Regions from separate parts of the Anser cygnoides genome. Here regions 2 and 3 are each linked to region 1. The links are chromatin contacts, called in public Hi-C maps. All regions are on one chromosome and are shown on one strand. The core of a region is the stretch at or near the end of the contact, and the rest is flanking DNA. Distances in the headings are between cores, read along the strand shown.

What was found. Hi-C and Micro-C count contacts between places; a contact is called where the count stands out from the background.
Region 2: a contact with region 1 is called in a Hi-C map of liver, with 2.0 times the contacts expected there. The contact joins the promoter of GSTZ1 here to the promoter of IRF2BPL in region 1. A contact is called at or near these places in 2 of 7 Hi-C or Micro-C datasets (both in liver).
Region 3: a Hi-C map of liver shows a contact between it and region 1, with 2.0 times the contacts expected there. The contact joins the promoter of VASH1 here to the promoter of IRF2BPL in region 1. A contact is called at or near these places in 2 of 7 Hi-C or Micro-C datasets (both in liver).

What each region holds. Positions count from the first base shown.
Region 1 is chr5:43,504,531-43,509,549 of Taihu_goose_T2T_genome, forward strand. It overlaps IRF2BPL (interferon regulatory factor 2 binding protein like), which reads right to left and starts at 2,435. Exons shown (of 1, transcript XM_048059771.2): 1 at 1-2,435. The coding sequence starts at 1,750. It overlaps LOC106038829 (a long non-coding RNA gene), which reads right to left. Exons shown (of 2, transcript XR_010831890.1): 2 at 3,948-5,019.
Region 2 is chr5:43,672,966-43,677,984 of Taihu_goose_T2T_genome, forward strand. GSTZ1 (glutathione S-transferase zeta 1) reads left to right here and starts at 2,404. Exons shown (of 10, transcript XM_066998151.1): 1 at 2,404-2,505; 2 at 3,529-3,580; 3 at 4,508-4,575. The coding sequence starts at 2,425. It overlaps POMT2 (protein O-mannosyltransferase 2), which reads right to left and starts at 2,399. Exons shown (of 21, transcript XM_066998141.1): 1 at 2,151-2,399; 2 at 1,778-1,862; 3 at 852-956. The coding sequence starts at 2,371.
Region 3 is chr5:43,346,615-43,351,633 of Taihu_goose_T2T_genome, forward strand. VASH1 (vasohibin 1) reads left to right here and starts at 2,400. Exons shown (of 7, transcript XM_048059755.2): 1 at 2,400-2,774. The coding sequence starts at 2,502.

The DNA of each region.
Region 1 (5,019 bases), core at 1,185-3,684:
TGCCCAGCGTGTCGGCCACCGACATGAGCGCGGCCATGGGGGACTGTCCGTTCTGGGGGGCGGACTCGGGCGGCGTGGTCCGGTTGGAGTGGGGCCCGAGGGGCGGCGGCGGTGGCGGCGGGGGGCCCCCGCCGTGCACCGCCCCGAAGCCCCCGGCCGACATGGTGAGCTTGAGCGCTTCGCTCTGGCTGGCCATCCACTGCTGCCGCTGCTGCTCGTCGCTCAGCTTCAGGGCCCCCTCGGCCGAGTCCGAGGGCTCAGGAGACGCCTTCCTCTTGCGCATGGCCCCGCCACCGCCACCACCACCTCCGCCTGGGCCCCTGGAGGCGGCGGCTGTGCCCTGAGCCCCGCCAGCCCCAGCCCCGGGTCGCGGAAGGCTTACCAGGGCCGTGGGCAGCATGGGGCAGCTGGCGTCCAGGTAGGGCTGTGGCAGCATGTCCGCACCCACCAGCTCCTTGAAGAAGCGCACCGACTCGGGCAGCAGGTCCCCCAACAGCCGCCAGTCTCCAGAGCCGTGCTTCTTCTCATACTCCAGGTACTTGAAGCCCGAGGAGAGGCCGCGGCCGAAGTCCTTCATGCAGTCCTGGTACATCTGCTTGGCCACGCCAGAGGCGCTGGAGAAGACGGTGCCGGAGCCGCTGGGGTACTCGATGAAGAGCTTCAGCTCATAGTCCATGCCCGGCTTGGAGACGGCGTCGAAGGCAAAGACGCGGCCGAGCAGGGCGTGATCCTTCTTGAAGCGCACCTCGTAGGGGGTGCAGCCGGCCAGCGTCAGCAGCGTGTCCCGCACGATCTTGGGCTTGCTGGCCCACTCCTCGGCCCGGTTCCGCAGGCTCTCGCTCAGCTCGGCCAGCGCCTCGGCGTTGCGCTGCTTCTCCTTCAGCTCCCGCTCTTGGTCACTGCTGGACACCGAGCCCGGCCGCTTGCCGCAGGCCTCCGACGAGGAGCCGCCGCTGCCCCCAGCACCGCTGCTGCCACCGCCGCAGGTGCCCCCCTGGGAGGAAGCAGAGGGGGCCGGGGGCCCGCCGCCGCCACGGCCACCCAGACCCCCGTGCGGTGGGGGCAGCGCCACGCCGGAGGCGGCGGGCCCGTTGAGCAGGGTCTGTGGCAGCAGGTTGGGAGGCACGTTCAGCTGGGCGCCGGCAGCCCCCGGGGGCAGGCCGGACACCAGCCCGCCGTGCGTGCCGCGGCGGGAGGAGGAGGAGGACGACGAGGAGTTGGGGCTCTGCCGGTTGAGCTCCGGGGGCCCGTCCTCGGGCGGCTTGGGGAAGCCGTTGGGGCCCCCCAGCCCGTTGGGCAGGCGGGCTCCGTGGCTGCCGCCCAGGCTGCCGGGCGGCGGCGGGTACTCGAAGCGGCTGCGCTGCTCGGCCGCCGCGGCGCTGAGCCCGTAGCGATCCAGGCTGGACTGGGCGAGCCCCGCCGAGGCCGCCTTGGAGGAGGCGTCCACATGGTTGAGCTGCTGCTGGGCCGCCGCCGCCGCCGCCGCCGCTTCCTTGGCGGAGAGGGGCACTGCCTTGACGCCGACCGGCGGCGGGGGCCCCGGGGAGCGGCCGTCCTGGAAGCAGCCGTGCGCCCGCTTCAGCTGCCGGGCCGTCTCGATGACGAACTCGATGCGGTCGGCGCCCTCGTAGTTGACGCAGCCCCGGCACACGGGCTCGGTGAAGTCCCAGATCATGGCCCAGGGCATGCGGGGCAGGTCGCACAGGTAGCACGACTGCCGCCGGGACGACGACACCTGCGCGGCGGACATGGTGCCGCTGGCCGGGGCGCTGCTGCCGCTGCCGCCGGCGAAGGGGCTGGCTCGCTCGTCCCCCCCGGGCTGCGGCGGGGGGGGGGGCTCCGTACCTGCTCCCGGTGCCCCTGGCGGCGCTGGAAGGGACGGAGGGGGGGGCGGCGGGGGGCTCGCCCGCTCCGAACCGGCTCCCGCCGCCGCCTCGGTCGGCTTCTCCCGCCGGGTCCCGCCGCCGGGCTGGGGAAGGGCTCGGCCGGCTCCTCCGGGGGGCTGGGTTGGGCTGGGCTGGGGGGCGCCTTCCAGCCGCGGCTGCTTCCCTGCGCTCTCTAGCTCTCCGCCGCCGCTGCTCCTCCTCCGGGAGGAGGCGGAGGGAGGCGGGGGGGGGTCACCTTCCACCCGCCGCGGCTGCCCGGCGAGCTCGCGGTCCGCCGGCTGCCGAGCGCTGCGGCTGCTCGGGCGGCTCCTCCTGGTCCGAGCGCCGACCCGGGGCGGGGGCGGCCGGGGGGCAGCGGCGGCAGCAGCGTGCCGGGCGGCGCCGCCTGCTCCGCACTCACATCCTCGCCGCTGCTCGCGGTCCGAGCGCGGGGTGCTGCTGCTGCGCGCCGCCGCGTGTGCCTGCGCGCCCCCTCCTCCGCGCCGCGCTCCCCCCGCGCCGCCCTCCTCCCCCCTTCTTCCTCCTCCTCCTCCTCCTCCTCCTCCTCCCCGCCGCTCTCCCGGCTCGGCTGCACCCGGGCGGGGCCCCCGCGTCAGCGCCGAGCGCCCGCCCCCCGCTCCCTTCCCCCCGGCCCACTTGTTGCGCGGGGCGCGTGCCCGCCGTGCGCGCCCCCGCCTCTCCGCGCCGGGGCAGCACGTGCACGGCCCCGCCGGCGTGCCTCTGTGTGTGTGTGGGGGGGGGGGGTGTCCCCCCCCGGCCGGGCGGGGTCTGTCTGAGCGGCGGGGGGACACAGGGTTTCCCCGGCGCTGTGCGCGCACACGGCTTCCCCCCCCCCCTTTTAAATGGCTCCTTTAACCCCCCCCCCCCGGCAGCCCCGCTCCAAAAACAAAAGGCGCAGCCTTCCTCCTCCTCCTCCCCCTCCCCCCCCCCCCCCCCCAGCCGCAGCCGCCGCCCTGCGGGGCGGCCCGGCCTGGCACGGGGCTGCCGTTGCGTCACGGGCGCGCCCCCGAGCTGGCACGGGGCCGCGCGCGCCGTGCACGCCCTGCGCGCGCCGCCGCCGCCTCCCCGCCGTAGCGGCTGCGCCGCGCCTCCGCTGCCGGCCGCGGCGCCCCCCGGGGCGCTCCGGCGGTGGCGGCCGGGCAGGGGCCGGCGGGGCCCCGCAGCACCCCCGCGGGCCGGGCCGGCCTCGGTGGGTTGTAAAACCCCGAGGGCTTTGAGGGGAGGGCGGTGAGAGGCGCGCGGCGAGGTGGTAGAGGGGCAGGCGCTGCTACGGCGCAGCTCAGAGACCGGCCCTGAGAAAGCCGTTTACTCTTGCGGGAGGCTTGGGGAAGCAGCGAGCAGGGAGAGACAATGCTCGGAGTTAGCCGAGGGCCCGCCGTGGGTGAGGAAGAGGAGCGAAGGAGGGGGATTTCGCAGCGACACCCCGGCTGCGGGCATCACGGAGGCGCCTCTGGCCAGGTGAAGGCTGGCCAAGGAAACGCCTTCGCTTCCAGCCACAGCGACCTAGCCGCGGCTGCAGGATTTCTGCGCCGGGTGGCTTGACCTGACCAAGCAGGCACATGCTCGCTGTGGTCCACAGGGGAAGGTCAACTCCTCTCACTGCCCTGCGTTGAGCTTCATGGGAGAAGCAGAAGTGGGCTGTGGAAAAGGACAGCCCTGCTCTAAAAACTCGGGTTGCGAGAGCCGGGGCTTCGTCCTGAGCGCCGGGAGTGCGGGGTCGCACAACATCCCATCCCACCTGCGTTTCAGTCCGCGGGTTGCACAAACCCAGCAAACGACAAGGAGCTCTGTGTGCTCCGGCCGCCCCTCACGCTGGCTCCTCGCTCCACTGAATCCTCCTGCAAGAAAGCCCTTTTTTGGTAACACTCACCTCACAGGAACAGACTTCTTGGCTCACAAGAGCAGTCTTTATAGTGGGTGTAAATAATAATCACCTTAGATATAATCTAGCCTCAGCAAACCATTTACAGGTGCTGTCAACTCCCTTTATAGTTTGTGAATAGAAAAAGAGCAGAGATTAGCATCTGTGACCCGACCAAACTGCCTTTACTTTTACTTGCAGGATACACAGTCGTGGAAATATGTTTGTTTTTCCGTAATGATTAAACCTCGATTTAAACTTTGGTCCTGGGCACGTACCGTGCCATTACGCAAGCAGCACTTAAGGCTGAAGTGTCAGCATAGCAACAATACGGCTAGCAGCGGCGGCGATCTCTGCAAGCTGATTGATGAAGAGAACTGCAATGTAAATGCAAATAAATGCCATGCCGTGGCACCTTCACAGGGAACGAGTTGTCAGGATCAATCTCATCTGTTAGGGGAAAATAGATTGAACGGTGGCAACGTGACGGAGCTAAAACCCACGGCAGCACTGTTCCTGCGGGGTAGCGGCGTGCTCCGCTGCTCACCTTCCCTCTTCCCCGTCCTTCACCATGCCAGCGGCGGGGCAGGGGCAATCCAGATCAGTCTCGCTGGATTTACACCGAACGTGGCTGGTGTTGATTTAGCTTTGAAATAATCCAGGAATTAAAATTACGTTTGGAGGAGGGAAAGAGGAAGCCCAAACAATGAAGCCATTCAGGTGCCTGATCTGGCTAAATGAAAGAAAGAAGCAGGCAAACAAAAAATAGCATGGGGGGGGGGAGAAAAAGAAAAAAAAAAAAGACAGTAGCTTGTTTAATAAGAGGGAGGGGAGCGCAAGGAGAGATGGAGCTGGAGCAGCGAACAATTGATGCATACGTATTGCTTTTTGCACAGAAAGGCGAGTCAGCACTTTGGATGGCGATCCTGCGTGGAGTGCCCAAAGTTTACGACCTGCCTGGAGTCCCAATGGACCGGGAATCTAATTTTCACTATCAGAAGTGACATCTACTAACTCCTTCCTTTCAGTGCTAGGATAAAGAGTGCCATCCAATAATCCCCTTCCCTTGATTCCTCTTACCCGCTTTATTACAAACTACACGGGCACACACATCTGCGTAATGATAGAACATCAGGTGAGGCTTCAATTTAACCAAAGGAGTCAGAATGATCATAGGAAACACGGAGCGTGTAAGCCAGCCAGCACCTCTCGTAGTGCAACTAGCAGAGGGTGCAATGCACCATGAAGGAAGAAGGGCCAAAATCCATGTGC
Region 2 (5,019 bases), core at 1,154-3,653, 170 kb after region 1:
ACATCCATCACACTCAACTCATTTTAACAAGATATTACCATATGAAATCTAAGAATAGAATATATTGTATCTTACATCTTTAGCAGACCAACATCACCTCCTCTTCTCAAATGAGAGCGAGGGTAGTTGGAGGAGGAAGAACAAATCAACACAAAAGAAAGTAGCATCACAATAAAATTCTCCCTCTTTAGCACTTCTCCCACTTTAGACTCGGGGAAACATAGAACTACGAATTGCTGGAGACTTGGAAAGTAAACCAAGAAAATACACCTTCCCGTTTTCATCCTTCTTTCTAGGCACCAGCAACTGGCAACTTTCTTCTTTTGACTTATCTGCTGCCAGGTTTATGGCTCTATCTCTTCGTAGCTAACAGCAGAGCCATGGTTTCAGGTAGAATACCACTGAATAGTAATTCCTCCCATCAGCTCATTCAGCTCAGCATCAGTGGCGGTGGCAGCAAATGATCCTGGCTTTCTTGAAATCCTTGGCTCTCAGCCAGCAGGGACTCCAGCAGAACAGCCAGCACGACAGGGTAAGCAGAAGCCCAAGCTCAGCAACAATCCCTTTGTAGGACAGGCAATATACCCCTCCCACTCGGGAGTCTAGTCCCTCTAATTAGCAGCAAGAGATTCCCTCAAGAATCACCTCTCTTCTTCACCTGGCCTCTCACAGCCAGACATCAGGACTTATTCACAATACAACCACCAACACTTTTCTAAGGAGCTTAGAGACAAGGCACAAGGCTAGAGAGACCTCTGACCTAATCCACTAAAGCTGCTCTTAAGACATAATACTCTTACTGAAAAGCACAGGAGAGCTAAAAAGCTTGATACTAGCCTGTAACGCCTTACCCCTCTCATTCCCATGTAGTTGTGCTGCTCATATCTGTCCCCTGGCTTTTGGAATGGAAATGTGCCATCATATCCACTAAGGTAGCCAGCAAGTCCAATTAGCATCTGAAAAGGAAAAAAAAAGTGGAAAAAATGGTCAGGGAAATCACACTGGAGGGAGAATCCAAGCCAGCAGCTGGTAAGATTTTGATACAAGGCCAGTCTGATTCACAGGATAACAACTTAATTCTGACACACCTCCGAACAACATCTTCTGTACAGAATTCATATGCATCCATATTGCCCTTACCTAAAAGCAACATCAGAAGGGATCATAAGGACTTTAGCTGACTATAAGTACATCTGCAGGCTCAAGAGAAGTAACCAACCACGGGATTTATCAGAGAGAATTCTGTCTCTGTAGATTCCCCCCTAGCTCCCTATTCCCACAGTTTAAGGAGGCTCAGACTGGAAGAAAGACAATCTGAGGTAGAAGTGATACATCAACATCACAACACAAAACTTCCTTTACTGCTACAACAAGTTCTTCCATTGCCAAATAGCAACTCAAGGCTCTCAAGGTCCTTTGTGGTAAGCATCTGATTTGCACACAAGCTGTCAGAAACTGGTTGGTTCCTCTGATCTGTAAGCTCTGATTAGACACACCCTCTAGACCACATAGGTCTCACCTTCATTTTTTAACTTCCATCTGCTCAAGCCTTTCAAATACCCAACGGGCAACGCTGTTTTGCTTTCCCATGCTCAAAGCGTTTTCACAGAGAAGAAAAGCTGCAAGCTGAAACTCTGAATACAAAATGCAAATACCACGATGCCAACAACAGCTAGGAGAGGTATTGATGTTTACCACATCATTTGACCAGGAGGAAGGGAAGACTTGTGTCGGCCCATTCCCGTGACTTCTGAAACACAACGGCAGAGCAGTTTACCTTCCCCAGAGGAGGATGGACATCAAAGAAGAAGGTCCGATTAATGTAGTAACTTCCCATCTTCCCAAAATGGGTTTCATCCCAACTGGAAAAGATCAACACAAAGCACAACCTACTACAACGCTGAGGATGGTAAAGATCCAGGAAGATGTTTTTCCTCATGTTTTTTATCTTACAAGGGGTTATTGCCAGGCAGTCTACATGGGACAATTCATTCCAGGTCCCCGTACCTCGGGGACCCCCAACCCGCCACCCCGGCACGCTGTCCCCTCACTACCCCACCGTCCGTGCCCGTGGAGCCGTGCAGGGCGCTCTGTGGCCGCCAGGCCCCGCCGCCAGCCCGGGCACCGCTCCGCACCGGCCGCGCCCGTACCAGACGTGCGGCGGCTCCGGCAGGCGGTGGAAGCGGGAGGCGAAGCTGAGGAGGGTGACGAGGGCCAGCGCTGCCCGCGACCCCGCCGGGGCGGCCGGCGGCCGAGCCTCGGGCGGAGCGGGAGCGGGGGAGGCGGCCCGCGGGGAGGGCCCCGGCGGCCGGCGGCAGCCCCGGGAGCGCAGCGGGCCCGGCCCGGCCCGGCCGCCCCCCGCCGGCGGCATGGCGGGGGCTCGGCGGGACGCAGCGGCAGGGCGGCCCCACGGCGGCACGGCAAATGGAGGCGGGCGGGCGGGCGCGGGGCACGCCGGGAGTTGTAGGCCTCGGGCCCGCAGCGATGAGCTCGGCGGCAGCCAAGGTACCGGGCCTCGGGGCGCGGGGACCGGCCCCGGCGCGATGGGGGGGGGCGGTTCTCGTCTCTTTCTCGTCTTTTCTGCAGAAATTCTGCACGTGGCTTCAGTTTCCTCAGTTTGATTCCCAGGGCTGTATTTTTGCCTTGGTAACTGCTGAGAGCCTGCCAGTCTCTCCAGCTGCCTTATTTATTCCGAACAAAAAGCTAGAGGCAGAAGCCAGGTTCCTAAATGCCTTCCTGACCTCAAAGCGTGTTGGTGAGTTCTGACACCAGGGCTGGAGCTGCAGCAGGGCCCGTGGGGACGCACATACAGCTGGCTGCAATTCAAAGGCTTGAACCTGCCTGGCTGTGCTTGTGTGTCCGGGGCACAGATCTGGGGGCATGGTCCTGTTCTCATTGGCTTTAGGAGATAAGCTTTCCCCCACCCTAGCTGAGTTAAAAGGGAAAGGCAAGAGGTGATTTTTATTTCCTGGAGCAGATTGCACGCAGTGACCATGGCATCAGAAAAGGTGAGAGCTTGGGTGGGGTGAAAGCACCTGGGAGAGCTGCCTTGGTGCTGGCATTCAGGTGAAGGTGAGGTGTCTGCCCCCTTAGCGCTCATCTCGAACAGCAGGAGCTCCTCTCGTTTGGAAAGAGGTCTGGCCCTGCCCTCCTTGGCTGGAAAAGCTATTTTATGCCACTCAAATACCCAGTGCAGGTGCTTGGCAAAATCAGTGGGGAATTTGCTTCAAGAATCCATGACAGCATAGAAGTCAGCAGCATCTGGTAGGAGCAAAGAGGGAAACTTTGTAGGGGATAATTTTAAGATTGCTTGTGCGTTCTTGAAAACAGATAAAACTAATTAGAGAGCCAGCGTGAAAAACAGTGGCACTACCTGTACACCCGGAACAGGAACACTCGCTTCCAGAAAGGCACCCTCTCCTCCGGCAAAACTTGCTCTGCTGTATCTTAAACTTCCTGAAATGCACTGTCCTTCTTAAAATACTATTTTATTCCCACCATATAACTACTTTATCTTTCTCTTCTCAGCCGATACTTTATGGTTATTTCCGAAGTTCCTGTTCATGGAGAGTGAGAATTGGTAAGTTCCAGTTTTACTGCAGCATCCTCCCCTTCACTAACTGAATTAATTGGTCACTTATTAAGAAAGAGATCAGCAAACATGAACCTGGGACAGTGACATTGCATTTTCTCCACCTTCTCTAGAGTGGGAAGGAACACCACAGCGTACCTGGAGCTGGGGGAAGGGATAGGAGCAGACGGGAGGATTTCCACTTAGCAGAGAATTGAGAATATCTCCTGTAGCCATCTGACATTCAAGAGGCAGTGGGAAGTGGGAGGGGAGTACATGGTTTGTGCAAACTTCTCCCCAGCTTTCCGAACCAGAGGGCAGAAGCAGCAGCAGTTCCTTGCCTGTGGACAAGCCCTGCTTGACGTGGGCTTTGGAGGATCTTTCCCTTCACTTGGTATTTTTTGGAGATTTGTCTGTGCAGCTAGTTAGAGAGAATTACTCTTTTTGTAAAGCTAACGTGATGCAGATGGCTGTTTCTGTCACATTATTTAGTGGGATCCTACACTCTGTTTTACACACATACTGCATCAGACTGTGATCTGCCTTGATCCTGAGAGCTAAGCAGGGCTGGGAATTGACCCTGTTTAGACTGAGGCAGCCTGGAAAATGGTTTGGGAGGTGAATACAGGATCCCCTGCCCTGCCTAAGCCCCCGTCAGGAAAGGCTATGCTGCAAAGAGTGACAAAGCTTGTTTTGAATAATGCAGTGCTCTTGCCAGGACTGATCTTTAGTGCTTTGGTCCTTCATTTGCATTTGGTCTTTCACAGATCACTATCTTCTCATGGGATTCAGGCTGCCTTTCTTGAGGGATAGGGTCTTTTCTAGTTTTAAAGCCTTCTTTTTTCCCAAATGGAGATGGTAACATTCCCCTGAGGCCATTACCAGTGAAACTTGCCTCAGTGTGTCTTCTGAAGCTGTATACTCTGTTTTCCCTAGCACTGGCTCTGAAAGGGATTGCCTATGACCAGGTACCAGTGAACCTCTTGAAGGATGGGGGGCAGCAGGTAAGGATACAGCTACTGTTGGTCCCTCCAGGGGTGCTGAACTTGGGGATCATTAGGAGAATTGGGATCAGAACTGGAAAGTTCACAGGGAAGGTCACTGCATTCCCCACTGCTTCTCTGCAATAGTTGCTTTCAAACAGTGTTCCCTGGCATGCAAGACAGAAGAAGGTGACTGCAGGAGACCAAAGGTTTTCTTCTCTGTCTTAAACATCGGTGACTGAATTTCATAAGGCTGAGGATCTTTTGCTCCTGCTTAGCATGATATAACCAAGCATATCTAGCACGCAGACTTGAGAGAAGCTGCACTGTAACATAAGCACAGGCTTCACCTCACCCGGTACCAGAAGGGGTGTCCAAAAGATGCTAAATAATATAGCACGGTGCTGCAAAGGAGCTGCCAAAGGAAGGGGTGGGTTGCCAGAAGAGATGTCCACAGAAAACTTA
Region 3 (5,019 bases), core at 1,150-3,649, 160 kb before region 1:
AATCCCCTGATCAGCCTTATTTTGAGGCTTGCTGATGATTATAAGCTACATTTCCTCTGAGTGTGCATTTCAAGGCATTAAAGATACATGGATAGTATTTCACTTCTATTATAACACATCATTTTAATTCTTAAGAATAACTCTTTTAAGATTAATTCTTTAATTCTTAAGAATAATTCTTAATGGGCCACAAATGTTAACTAATCTTAAATATATATATATATATCTGGATGCAAGTCAGGGTTATTAGCATTTCCCTCTGACAGAGGGAAAAGCTGAAGTACAGAGGGCAATGAGAATGACCAACCATGAATAAGTGACGGAGTTCAAAATTGAAGCCAGCATCCTTGCTTCTATGGTAGCTGTGCTTAAATTTCAGCCAGGGGAGGCAACGCAGCTCCAACAGAAGCATTTAAAAGCTTTGCGCTATCCTTTCCCCAGTGCTGTCACTGGATGTACACCTGCCACTCCACCAAAATGCAGGTGCTGCCCCCCAGTATGGCACTGCACTGCCATCTCATGCTGAGCACACTTCTGGTCCTGTGTCTGGAGCGGAGCTGGGGGAGGAAGGGGTCCTGGAATGGACATGGTGAACTGGGCGGACAAAACATGTCTGCTCAGGGGCTGTAGTGGCTCCTGCCACAGGCTCTACAGCCTCTTAATATAAGGAGTCAACATCCACCAGTCTCCACTTGCACACAGGAAAAAGGCAAAGACAACTGTAACAACACTAGAAATCTTACTGAGGTGATAAATGAGCACTGCTCAAAGTCCCCACACAATAGAAAATCCTTACTCAGAGAAGACGCGTTAAGTATTATTGAAGTCAATGTAGGTTGCATGAAGCAATACTGGTTGTCTGTTTTGGAAGGCTGAAGGAAGGAAGGATGCAGGGGCATGGATTTAGCTTAATTTTCCTGAGAGAAAAATCACTTTTTGGCAATTTGGGCAATGCTGAGTTCAAAACAGATGCTGCATTCAAGTGTTGTGCCCTCAGAAATAATCTCATGTGAACATCTGCCCACAGAACGTTACAGGAAAAGTGGCATTTCACTCTGAAATCCTCTGGCAGTCTCCATAAAGGTTATACCCAGTTCTCAGGACTTCAGATCCCACAGCAACCATCCCCAGGATGTATTTCCCTCCTTCCCGATCCTGCTGCCAAACAACAGCCCTTTGTGTGGATTGCTAAACGCGAACATTTCAAGATGCCCTTTAGCAGGTTCCTCAACAGCTGACACATTACTGTGTATGTGCTTCTTTTACTTGGCGTTCAAGTTACAAAACATCTTTATGCTAGAGCTTCCATAAATGCATTAATGACATGTGGGACATTAACATGACATGGGTGGAGAGGAAACATGGCTAGCAGTCCTGCCCATGCCATGGCTGGGCTCTGCAAGAGGGGGACAGAGTGGTGCTGGCAGCACGTGGGACAAGGAGGGGCTCCCTCATCTCCTGCATTTTGCAGAGACCCCTCTGACCGATGTTTTGCCATGCCGCGGGAGGGCTGAAACAGAGAACCAGGTCGTGAAGTCAAGGCAAAGCACCTGTACATTTGCCTGCGGTGCTCCTCCAGACTGTATAAGGATGAATTTTGGCTCTTCACAGGCAGAAACATCCTACAGGGGCCTCCTTTGAGAGGGACGGGGTTCCCACAGCACGCCCGGAGGTGGGCTGTTGGGTCCCCACCAGGAGAGCCCTTCCCTCACTGCCTCTCCATCCCTCGGCCTGGGCTACCGTAAGCCAGAAGCACCCCAGCTCCCCTCTCCGCCACCCACAGGACCCTACCTGGCGGCCCCACCCCGACTGCCGCGTCCTCCAAGCCCACCTCCATGAGGAGATCCATGAGGAGACGCCTCCCCCTCACCCGCGCGAACCCCCCCCCCCCCCGCCCGCCGAGGGCCCCGCCGGCTCCATCCCCGCCGCTAACGGCCGGGGCCGCCCCTGCCGGCGACCGTTAAACGGCCGCTGCCCAGCGCCGCCCCCCCGCCGGCGCCGCCCCCAGCGGCTCCATCGCCGCCCGTTATCGCCCGGCCCAGCCGGGCCCGGCCTTATCGCCCCCGGGCAGCGGCGGCAGCAGCCCGGCCGGCCCCGAGAGCTGCTGCCGGGGGCGGAGCGGGGCTGGGCGGAGCGGGGCCGGTCCCTGCCCGGCCCCGGCGGGGCGCGGCGGCTTTGTTACCCCGCATGCAGCGGCAGCACCGGCCGGGGGGGCGGCCGCTGTCTCCGCCCGCCCCGCGGCGCGCTCGGGAGGCGGCGCGGCGGGGGCGCCCCGGCGGCAGGCCCGGCCCCCTCCGCCCCCAGCCCCGCCGCGGCCCGATGCGAGCGGGCGGCCGGCAGCGGCTCCCGGCGCCGCCCCGCCGAGCCCCCGCGTTGTGATCCGCCCGGCGGCGAGGCAGCGCCGGGGGAGGTGCCGGCCCCGGCCCCCCGGCCGGGCCATGCGGGGCGCGGCCCCCGGCGGGCCGGCGGCGGGCGGCGGGCGCTGAGAGCGGGCGGCGGCGATGCCGATGCCGATGCCGGGGGGCGGCGGGGCCGCGGCCGCCGCCAGGCGCCCCCCGGCCGGCGAAGCGGCGGCGGCGGCGGCGCGGGAGGAGGAGCAGGAGGAGGAGGGCGAGGAGGATCTGCGCGACGGCGGCGTGCCGTTCTTCGTGAACCGCGGCGGGCTGCCGGTGGACGAGCCCACCTGGGAGCGGATGTGGCGGCATGTGGCCAGGATCCACCCCGAAGGCGAGCGGGTGGCGCAGAGGATCCGGGGCGCCGCCGACCTGCCCAAGGTGAGAGCCCGCGGGGACCCCCAGGCGGCGGCCGGCCCGGCCCGGGCCCCGCCGGGCGCACGAAGGGAGCAGAGGCTCGGGGCAGGGCCCCGGGGGGCTCCCGCGGGCGGTGACCGGGGCCCTGCGGGGCCGTGCCCTGCCCCACGGGGCTGTGTGCTAACGGAGCAGCCGCCTGTCGTGGGGCCTGGCCGTCAGGTAGCGCGGGGGGCCGGCTAGGTGATGAGGGAGTGAGGCTCGAGTCCAGATCCTCGAGGTGAGAAGGGAGGTGAGGCGTTGAACCAGATGAACCCGGGTTTGGGAGCCGTTTGCAGGCGGAATTCTTGCACAGAACCGTGTCTGTGGGAAAAGGGACCCTTCACGGCCAGGAGTTGTAAGAGGAGTTATCTAACACTCACAGAGCCTGTTGCTGGTGTAGGGCCAGATGTGGTTTCCGAGCGTATCCCTGGCCCTGCTGCGGAGAACTCTATGAAAAGAGGAACCGATGGTCGTTTCTCCCACCCTTGTGCCGGACTGAATCATTTGCATGTGAATGCTTACGATAGCTGCTGTCTGCTGTTGCACCTCAGCTGGAGCAAAAGCTCCCCTTTCCATTGGCATCCTGTGAACAAAAGGCACTGCAAACACTTGGTGTGTCACTCCATTGACCAGCTAGGGGAGTATCCCCATCATGCTATTAGAGGAAATTCAAATACAAAAGGATGAAGGATTTTCTGCTCAGGCTTTTTATTGCAAGGACTTAAATCCCTGGGATGGAAAACTGAAGTAAGCAAAACCATGCTGTTATACAGCGCACAGGCAATCAGTACCGCTTTCCACGAGGAACTCTGGAGAAGTGTGTGATCCGAGTTCCTTTGTGCTGTGCAGTTATGTGGCAGCACCCAGAACAAATCTTGAACCCTGATTATGGTCCCTCTTCTAACCCCACAAGACTTTTCTTTCCCTTTCAGATTTCCTTCTCCTCAGACTGTACTGAACCTGGGTGAAGGCTGAAAGCATGTTTCTGAGCAGTCAGAACATGCAGTACTTAATTTCCTGACCAAAAGGGCTGGTTTGGTAGGGGAAAGGGAAGAAAGAAGCTCACAAACAAGCGAATGGTGCATGAGGGGAGGGAAGTACTGTGTTCAGTCTCTGCTTTGGGTCTTAATGTGAAGTACTTCTGCTTTTGTTCTCACTTAGCTGTCTTATACAGTCTTAGTGCCAGATAGTTACGGTTAGGGGACGTAAGCAGTATGAGCTCCTCTGGAATAATATGACATTAGTCTGTCCATTTTTGTGTGTGTGTATCTGCTAGCACCTCTGGGATCTAGATCTATGAACTCTAGTCGGTGCTCTGCAATCTGAGATGCCATGCCCGAGCTCACCAGGCGTACAGATGAGAGGATGCTGGGATGCAGGAAACAGCTAGGATGAATGAGCTGTTATCCTAGCTCCTTTCCCCCTCTAGGGGTGTATTTTTATCTTTGAGGTTTGCTTATATCACTATGCATCTCTGTGCCATTAAGTTTCTTTGCATGGCTGATGCAACAGATGAGAATTAGAGCAGTGAGTGTACTCTGCAGGGCCAGCTCCTCTGAAAGGCTGAACACTCTCCACATGCTAGAAGGCAAATACGTCTTTAGGTGTTGGAGTCAGACTGTGGTTTGCCTAGTTCCAAATTTTTGCCTTGAAGAGTGGCCAGTATTGGCTGTTGGGGAAAATAACTCTTTAAAGAGTTGTCCATAAATTAAACTTAATGCCATAAAATGATGATGGCACGAGGCTGTGATCAGACATAGAAGTGTTCACAGATCAGCTGCAGGGGTCGTGTCTTCCACTGAGTTGTTGAGAGCTCAGAGATCTCCTCAGGGGTCCAAGGTATCCTTCTGGTAGGTTTGGGGTACCCACCAAGCAAGCTGAGCCAGGTTGACAGGATGTAGTCGACTGGCCATGCATGCACAGCTTGAGAGTGCCAGCCTCTTGTAGGTTGTTTCCTTTCTAGCTATAAGGTGTGGTATTGCTTTGCTTGGAGCTGCACAAGGGAAACACAAAATGATGTGCACTTGCCTCATTAAGAAGGGCTGGATTTTAAATGCGGCAGTTAGGAGGGCAAAGACAGGAAGTATTGCATCTAACGGGTATAGATGGAGAAGCAAAAAATCCAATTTCTTTAGTCAGGCTAACAACTGGGATTGCTATTGTTCCCATGTGGCTTACAAAAGGGAAATTAGGGAGGAGTTCAGATACATAAAAGCACCATAACAGAAGC